2 separate regions of the Mus musculus genome follow, and region 2 is linked to region 1. A link is a contact called in public Hi-C data. All regions are on one chromosome and are shown on one strand. The core of a region is the stretch at or near the end of the contact, and the rest is flanking DNA. Distances in the headings are between cores, read along the strand shown. Region 1 has its middle 140 kb from the start of Tprg. Region 2 overlaps P3h2 (prolyl 3-hydroxylase 2).

Region 1 (4,509 bases), core at 1,118-3,617:
AGTGAGTGTGCTGTCTCAATACATTTTCAAAGAAGAAGTTTTCAGTTCAATAGTCAGAGAAATAATCTTGATATAGGTTATTACTGGTAGAATTAATTGCTTTAGAAAAGAGGATGGGCTAAAAATATTCTGTGGTAGAGTGCTTGGTGGTGACCCTACTTGGAGACCTCCATTCAGTAATAAGTATGGAGAAGAAGAAAAAGAAGAAGAAGAAGAAGAAGAAGAAGAAGAAGAAGAAGAAGAAGAAGAAGAAGAAGAAGAAGAAGAAGAAGAAGAAGAGGAGGAGGAGGAGGAGGAGGAGGAGGAGGAGGAGGAGGAGGAGGAGGAGGAGGAGGAGGAGGAGGAGGAGGAGGAGGAGGAAGAGGAGAAGATAGAGGAGGTGGAAGAGGAGGACTGGGAGGACAAGGAAGAGGAAGAGGAAGAGGAAGTAAAAGAAAGATCAAGTAAAAAAAGGAGGAGGAAGAAAAGGAAGGAAGAAAAGAAGATGGAAAGGAAAAAAGAAAACAGAAGTGAAAATGACGGGTATGGTGAATTATAGGCACAGGATCATTAGTACAAAAGCAATCTATCTGGTTAAGAAACTTAATTGCTTCCTTAAACTAAGCAGCAGGCTAACAAGATAATCCATAAGGTCCCTTTCAAAACAGTTCCATATGTTCCACAAAGGGGGAAGAGGGTATAAAAGGGACAGAAAGGAAGTTCTGAGTTGCCTGAGATAGCATTGTGAACAAGACACACAACAACTTGACCGTGTGGAAAATTCAATCCATCACATTTCTACACACATAATACAACATGAAGATGCATCGTGTATGCATTAAAATGAATTAATCCAAGCTTGCACATTCCATCCAATGTCACATAATGGAGACTTCTGAAATATTTGATAAGAAACCTTTGATGTGAATTTAAGAGTGGAAGAGGCATCGAATAGAGGTGGGAAAGGGCCTCGTGCCTGAAGGCATCACATTTCACCTTAGCTGCATCCCTGAAATGAAATGTGGCTTACCCTTTGCTGTGGAGTTGGGGACTTAAAAGGGTCTAGTGGACAATGTCATACTTCTCCTTTGTGGCTTACTGGGTCGTGGAAACCAGATAGAATACCTATTGATCCAGCAGCATTCATTACCTTTCAAATGGAGTTCTTCCTTAGATTCCAGGGAATGGCATTAGCAAGGAAATCTGGAGGCTTGGCCCCAAAGTGGGTTTGGAGCTCATTGTGGGAGGTGCAGACCAAAGGTGAGTTTACACATCAGTGACTAAAGTTTCCTGTCACTGAACATAAGAAGTCACTCATGAGCAGCGTCCCTAAACCACAGCTACAGGATGTGGGCACAAACCCTTGTATAATTGTTGGCCCAACGCCAGGGAGCATTTCATCCCTGTGCAAATACTTGGGCTGTTGGTTTTTTTTGTTGTTGTTCTTAACCTTTGAAAACCACAGGCATTAGCCTCTCTTTTTCTTCCCGTTGGCATAAGTCATCTTCTTTTCTCCAGCATGGTCTCTTGTGTGTAAAGAATTTTGAAGGAGCTTTTAAGCCTAAATTTAATACTTTTGCCCTCTCCCTGCTGCCCTGTGAAATGCCAGGGAGAGAGGTAAAGCTACCTTACAAAACATCTGCTGGCTCAGTTGGCTTCCGTAGCTTTGTTTGGGCGTTTTGATCAGATAGGAAGGCAGAGTGTTCCATGAGTGACCTTAGCCTTTAAGAAAATAAAGGCAATTTCTGGAAATTCCCCCCTAAACAACTATGGCCTATTGTACTCTCACTCTCTAACCCAGCTATGTGATACAAAGATCGCAATGAACCCTTTTCCCTGGGAACCGAGGTGCTATATGGAAGAGAGCAGTGGGGTAAAAATAGGAACTGGAAAATATCGTCTAATTCCAATATTGTCAAGGACTTACCATCTTTTCTTTCTCTCTATTCTTTTTTTTTTTCTTTTTTGGCTTTTTAAAAAAAGTTTCTAAGCCTGTGTTTCATGTTCTGCAAATGAAAGCATTAGTTTGGAAGGTTTCTATCCTTCCTTAGCCCCGGGGCTCTGTAAATTGGCACCTTTAGTAATGTTTCAACAAAGGGACAATGAAACTGAGTCTCAAGGCAAAGGATCTGGAAGCAGTCAAGACATAGCTAGCTTTTCTGTTAAAGGATGGGCAGGAAAAAAAAGGATGGGCAGAATTCTAGGGACCAAAACGTTCAACCAACCACAGGGAAGTAAGGCAAGTCCACCATTACCAGCCTTTCCTCATAAACTAAGAAATGTGGCAACCTTACTGCAGTTTCCAAATGCCCTCACAGTCTGGCATGAAAAGTTAAAGTATACTACACCAGTCAGCATGTTTTTAAATGAAAGAGCTGGCAGAGAGACACTGCCTGTGAGATGTATCAGAAGCCTGTGAGGATTTCTGCTATGGGAATTCAAGCAGATTCTGAAGGAAGTCTCATTACAAATTTGTATAGGGAAAACAGAATGAAACAAAGACCAGACGAGAAAGACCAGGTTTACAGGGGTGTGTTTTGAGTTTTAAGGTTCTTATATCCAGTCTAGTTTCAAAATAGATGTATACTTCCATTTGGGAGGCACTAGTGGAATATTTCAGATGACGAAAGGAGAGATTCAGGTGCACACACGGCTCCCCGGGTCTGCGGTTGTCAGCTGAGCACAGGAACAAAGAGCCCAGTGAGAACACAAAGCATCAAATAATAGTAGCTGCACGTGACAAAGACAGAATTCCTGTCGGGAACTGAATTGAGTTACTCTGGATGGCTCCCCATGGGTCTCTGGCAGACGTCCTGTTAGATAGGCAGGAACTTAATGTTTTCCGTGTCAGTGAGATGGTTTGACATCATTTCACTGAGGCTCCACATCTGAGAAATGAGCATAAACGGCTCCCAGATTGGATATTAGAAAATTAACCGATAGGAAAGTTAAAGTAATTTCATAGGAAATTGCATAACTGCTTAAGTTCTTTCCAAAACAGGTATCTAATTATCTGAGTGTTTAGCAACAACTATTTAGAGAATTTTTATATTGATTTTCCAGATATTGTACTACACCAATGCTGTTTGAAGTGGACATGCTATCTAATAACCGTGTATCAAGTGAGTTGAGGGTTCAGACATCAAGAAGTAGTCCTTCAGTCGTTGGATATTTAACACTGAAAAGATGTTCGTGCTTACGTAGAAACATCTCTCAAATTCCTGAGAGCTCTTTCTTATGGCTAACTCAGAGAAAGCTTTCATGGAAGTTCTATACTTGCTCTTGAACATATGAAAAAGATACTAGACCTTGGGATTAAGGAACCTCTCTTCCTTTGCTTCATTCTGAGTAGCTTTCACTGAGGATGCTACACTGTGTCCTATAGAAAGTCGTAGGGATGGCTGACTGAGCTTTGCAAGAGGGACAAACATACACAAAGAAATTAGTCATCAAGGGGAGCCTTAAACAGTAACTCAAGAGAACAAGCCAGACATTTCAAAGGCTTCTGCCAGAAAATGCTACTACCTGGAGGCATATGGGGGGTTTCAGGCAACAATATTAAAATAATTGGCCAATAACGCCTTCTTCAGAAGTGTTGCCAGAACTATTGAATGACTTTTCATTCCACTACTGTTGACAGGACAGCTAAGGATTTCAACATTTCCTCTCAAGGTCTCAATAGAAGTTCCTTGCCTTAGGGACTTAAACAACGTTTGCCATCGCAGGGTGAAGAAGTAGGTGTGACAAAGAGGGACAGAGGAAGGAACAAAATAGTAATGGAAGCAAAAAGAACAAAACAAGGCTGTTCAAGTTCCGGTTTTGAATGTGTGCACCAAACTGATAACCGACTGTACCTGAGTCTTTGATTCTGAGGAAGTAAGGTTTCTTAAAAGAGATACACTGAAGAATGGAATTAGCTATGACTTTCAACCTTAACATCAAGGTAAGCATTTCAACTTTGAGTCTCGGGGAGACAGGTAAAACAAAACAAAGCAATCAAACAAACAACAAACAGCAACAACAAAACCCTTCCTGTAAGAATGTTTATTCCAGAACTTGTGTCTCTAGCTGCATATGTATCAGAAGATGGCCTCTTGGTCATCATTGGGAGGAGAGGCCCTTGGTCTTGCGAAGATTATATGCCCCAGTACAGGGGAATGCCAGGGCCAGGAAGCGGGAGTGGGTGGGTTGGGGAGTAAGGCAGGGGAAGGGTATAGGGGACTTTCGGGATAGCATTTGAAATGTAAATGAAGAAAATATCTAATAAAAAAAGAATCTTTATAGTGATCCACTCAGAACTTCTATGATAAAGAAATGAAAGATTTAAAATTTTAAAAAGAAGGAAACTAAAAAAAAAAAAAAAAAATGACACAGTGCCCTGGGTTTTTCAAAGTTACAGCTAAGTCAAGACGACAGAAGACATGAAAGGGAATAGATGGGTAGGAAATGAACAAAGACAAATGTTTTAGAATTATGCCCTCAATCCAAGTCCTCTGAAATCCCAAACTCAACCACAGGGGGAGTCAGCCC
Region 2 (4,509 bases), core at 1,435-3,934, 530 kb before region 1:
GACATTAGCCAACATGTCGACTTAGATTAGAGGAGTACCACAGGTCACAAGGGTTTAACTTCAAGGGGAGGTTGCCTTGGAAGTTTAAGAAGACCTGCTGTCTCTATGCTGCACTGGTACAGGGGTAAAAGAAAACACAGACTATACTGGGAGTCTTCGGGGGGAAGGGGTGTATTTCAAACCAGGGCTGGGAAGCTATTTTGAGAATGAATACTCAGAGACTTTGAGGTAACCAAAAGTTTTAGTATAAGGTGGGCAACAGAGGGGCAGCACACAATATAACTGAGGAAGAAAAAACAATATTAAAAATCTGAAAGCTCACCAAGTAAACAGAACCAGGAACCAACAGAAGAATGGTGAGTGCCATGTGGAACAGTGTTGCAGTTAGACTTAAGGGAGATTGTCTACCAGGAGCCTGAACAAGGAGGGAAATTTGTTTGGAACCTTCTAGAATACCCAGTGAGAAGAATCTGAATGAGTTACTCTTAAGATGTAGCGCTTAGCTATTTAGAGGACCTTTCACAATGTCCAGACACAGTTTTAGTTCCCACAATGTGGAGACATCTTCTAGACCAGGGATGTTAACATTAGCAGTATACAGGAAAGTTTCTCTGTCTCTGTCTCTGTCTCTCTCTTTCTCTCTCTCTCTGTCTCTGTCTTTGTTCCCTCAAATGTCAGTAGTACCATGTCTGAGAAACTCTGTCCTTCATTCTCCATTAAAAAGACAGGGACAGACACAGGACACAGAAAGACAGGGCCAAAAACCTTATCAAGTGTGGGAGATCAGGACCAGGCTTTTCTGGCAAAAGGTGAGTATTCTTTTCTGAGAGACACTGAGCTAAGTAAGAGATGATGATGCCTGGGAGACAGAAAGGGTAGGAAGCCAATGAATAGATGAAACATCTTCTGTAAGAGCCATCTCGGAAAGTAATTGCATAGAATGTGGGGATGTGTGAAGAGCGTACCGGTTTGGCTGAAGTAGGCTTATCCCTGTCTGGGTGTTGCACCAATCTGTGCACAGATGGCTGGCTGGAAATGTTGGGGAAGCATCTGCTGCCCGGGCTGGTTATTACACTTGTACCAGAAATGTGTCAATTGTCTTTTTGCAGGAGCGGATACAGGCAGATGAAGTGATTGCCATCTTGGATCAAGAACAGCGCGGGAAGCATGGACTGAATATTAACCCCAAAGATGAGCTATAGAAAAGAGAGTGCTCTATTGAATATTTATTTAAATAGATGATCTTATGAGAACCTTTTTATTTTTGTACAGAGCCGTAGTATAAATTAACAGGATACTAAGAGTCGTTAGATTTCTCCCCCTGTTCCCAACTTCGCTTCATTTGCTTTCTTCTGGTCTTCATTGTTTTGCTTCAGTTCATCATTCAGAGCCCATTCACACCCTCAAGCACACACCGCACTGAGTCACAACACCCACACTCTTCATGTCACACCAGTAAACATGCAACAGAATTTACACTACAGAAGTGCACACAGGCCATGTACACATGGCACAAACTCCCAAATACGCCACACATACATAAGACAAACATAAACATACAGAAACACATACCACCCAGATACACAAACACTACATGGCACACACACACACACACACACACACACACACACACACACACACACACACACAGTTACTTTGCAGCATATTCAGAATATCAACATGATCAGCCTGCACTCAGCACCCCACAGCTAGAGTGTGCCCCGAGGTCTAAAGATAGGATGTGAATTGGTCTCAGGCTTCTATGGTTTGCTGCCTTTCCCCCATCACCTTTCATGGTTCCATTGGCTGAGAGTTCAGACTCTTCACAGCAAGTTTGCCTTGTGTCTACAGGAGCTCCCAGGACACAGTCTGCCAAGTCCCAAGAATCACAGAGAACAGCATCTTTCAGGCTTGAGGAAGCCACCACTGGATTAAGGACTATGGCACGGGGTCCCCTTGGGTAGAATGTTAGGACTGGTGTTTTCAAATGAAGTTCTGATTCCCCTCCACAGTGCTCTGTAAGAGGGGACACCTAAACAGGGGTTCCAGCAGTGTAGGTTCACCCCCAGTGGTGATGGAAGAATGAATACCTTAAATTGCCCTGCCCTAGGCACTATTGCTGCTGGAGAGGGGCTCCTGCTGGTATAAATTCAGAGCTGTTTCTCACAGGCTGCACCTCAATGGCTTCTGTTGGGCAGCCTCCTCTTCCTGCTGCTGTCAGCTCACACAGGCATGCTGTGTCTGAAGTGTTTAATAAAGGGATCCTTGTTACAGAACTTGTCTTCCGATGCACACCTATTTTATCTTCCAATGATGTTTTTGTAACTATCTGGGACAACCCAGGAACACATGGACCATGACAACTCTGCCAGCAGACAGTGGTCTGCAAGAAAGTGGGTAACTTGCTTTGGAGGGAACAAGACTGGCTAGCGAGCTGGAGTGTTAATTCAGAGAACTCAAAGACTTCGGGGTTCACTGCAAAGGCTCTGCTCTCAGACCACACCCACTGTTGCAATGTGCTCCAGTAAAGGGGGAGGTTCACTTTCTGCCACTTGTGATCTGGTTAGGGCTAAGAAGACTTTGCTCGGTGGAACTGAGAAATTCAACTTCAGTGCTGTGTGCTGTTGGCCTACCACTGCCAAACCAGAATTCAGGATGTATCTCTGCCGTGGAAGACTGGGCAAAGCTCTCAATTCCCGGGTGACCTAAAGCAACTAACTCGCTTCCTCTTTCTGGACTCCAGTTCCTCTTCTGAAAATGGTGTCATTCATTATAATTGTTTCCAAAACCCTATGCCTTCCTCAAGATTCAAACTGAACATAAACCAATAGCAAGACTAATATTAGAAATATTAAAAAATACAAGCAAGTTTTTTTCTGCTAACATCTGAGAGTGGCAAGTGACGTCACCACAGGGCTACTACAGGGCTATGAAACTTTTACCCCGACTTTAGGGTTGACAGTTCGTGATATGTGAAGCAGTTAATTTGTTTGCTCTTCACTGCAAAGCACTTGCTGGCACAAAAACTCCATGATAGACAGATCTGGGCAAGGATCTAATTTCTGTTTTCTGGTTACAAGACATCAACAAAGAAATCAGACCTTGGCTCTGCACAGTTCTTGTTTCCTGGGTGCGCTCGTGCCCTGGGAGAGGCAGCAGCTTCAGCACAGAATGTGCCATCCAGCCCATAGAAAGTGGGTAAGCGCCTCAGTAGATGCCGCCACTGTTGTGTGCGATCCCATCGTGTGTCACGCTGACAGCAGGGAGTGGTTGTTCCCGTTCTGCTGGTTGGCCATGTTGCTTTACACCTGGAACATCGAAGATCTACTAAAGCATTCATTTTTTTAATCTGCTCCACATCAAACCATGCATAATTTCATTCAAATATTTAGGGAGTGCCATCGAATGACTTAGGAAAGCCAAACTCAGAAATTAGAGTCTATATGTTAAATAGTCCTGTTTGCAAATAAGTGGAAAATCCCATTCGAATATTTGTAGTTATAAGGGCTGAAGAAAGCCAAAGAGATTACAATCCAGTTGCCTCTTTCACTTTGGGCAAAAACTGAGGCTCCGACATGATGCTGTGATGACTGAGTTAGAGCAGACAGGAGTAGGACTGAAGCCACCGCTGTTGGAATAGGGGATGCAAGAATGCCTTGCCTGTGAGGCTGAAATCTAGATGCAGGGCTCCCTCTACCTAGAGAATTTGTACGTTTACCTCTTTGGCCAAAGATGGAACTTGCCTCTCTCATCCATGCCTCTGCAGGTCTAGATCCTTCCACCAGGGCCACCTTTTCCCTTGTTTACACACATGGACCCTAAGCTCACAGCAGAGTAAATAACAAAGTCTTACTTTTTTATCACTTAAGGACCATTTGTCCTTTCCTTTTTCAAAGTTCTATATTTCAAAGGCTGGTTTTCATCATCATAATACTGTATCGAACAGATATAACACTAAATATGGTCTTTCCTGGAGAATGCACATATGTTCTAAGCATGGGATACAATGCCCATTTAACAGTGGAAGACAAAGAGAGCCATGAACACTGTAATGACTGCCTGTAGACACTTCCTTGACTTAAGAGCATGGAGCCAGAGGAAGAAGCAAGATCTTACCAGAGAAAAGCAAAACCATCTGAGAACTGTTGCTCTCTACACCATCTGCCCAGGCCTAACTAATTTGCTAACAGGAAAGGTTTGCTTTTCTAGAATCACACAAACTCTTTTTCTTTTCCACCTAATAGCTGTGAGACAGCATGCATCTCCTTCTGTTCCATGAGATACATCGGACCCAAGTCCCTAATTCAACTTGCTTCCAGTTCCTTCATGAGACATACCTAGTGCGCAGCAACCCCCATGACAGTCATAGAGATCATGAGGGAATCATGGATGGTGTCTTTTTGCTGCCCCTCAAAGATAGAGATTGTCTTTGACTTAAACGTACCATGGACTGACCTAGGACAGTGCAACCTGGGATGTGAAGTACCTTTCTGTACAGCCTGCCTCTCA

The links. A called contact is a pair of places that touch in the nucleus more often than the background predicts.
Region 2: a Hi-C map of neutrophils shows a contact between it and region 1, with 2.6 times the contacts expected there. The contact joins two enhancer-like sites. A contact is called at or near these places in 1 of 39 promoter capture datasets (liver), 1 of 15 datasets of contacts at CTCF or cohesin (the NIH/3T3 cell line), 3 of 484 Hi-C or Micro-C datasets (the 3T3-L1 cell line, 3T3-L1-derived adipocytes and neutrophils), 1 of 115 datasets of contacts at active chromatin or transcription factors (vascular smooth muscle cells) and 1 of 9 other capture datasets (embryonic stem cells).

What each region holds. Positions count from the first base shown.
Region 1 is chr16:25,423,314-25,427,822 of GRCm38.p6, reverse strand. It overlaps a transcript of Tprg not described here. Among named protein-coding and RNA genes, the nearest start is that of Tprg, 140 kb to the right of the region's middle. Within about 2 kb of position 2,367, at least 114 of the 459 cell types and tissues checked have an H3K27ac peak or open chromatin away from gene starts, as enhancers often do. A contact at or near this core is called in neutrophils, where this site is marked.
Region 2 is chr16:25,957,051-25,961,559 of GRCm38.p6, reverse strand. It overlaps P3h2 (prolyl 3-hydroxylase 2), which reads left to right. Exons shown (of 15, transcript NM_173379.3): 15 at 1,110-2,276. The coding sequence ends at 1,202. Among named protein-coding and RNA genes, the nearest start is that of P3h2, 150 kb to the left of the region's middle. Within about 2 kb of position 2,684, at least 67 of the 459 cell types and tissues checked have an H3K27ac peak or open chromatin away from gene starts, as enhancers often do. A contact at or near this core is called in neutrophils, where this site is marked.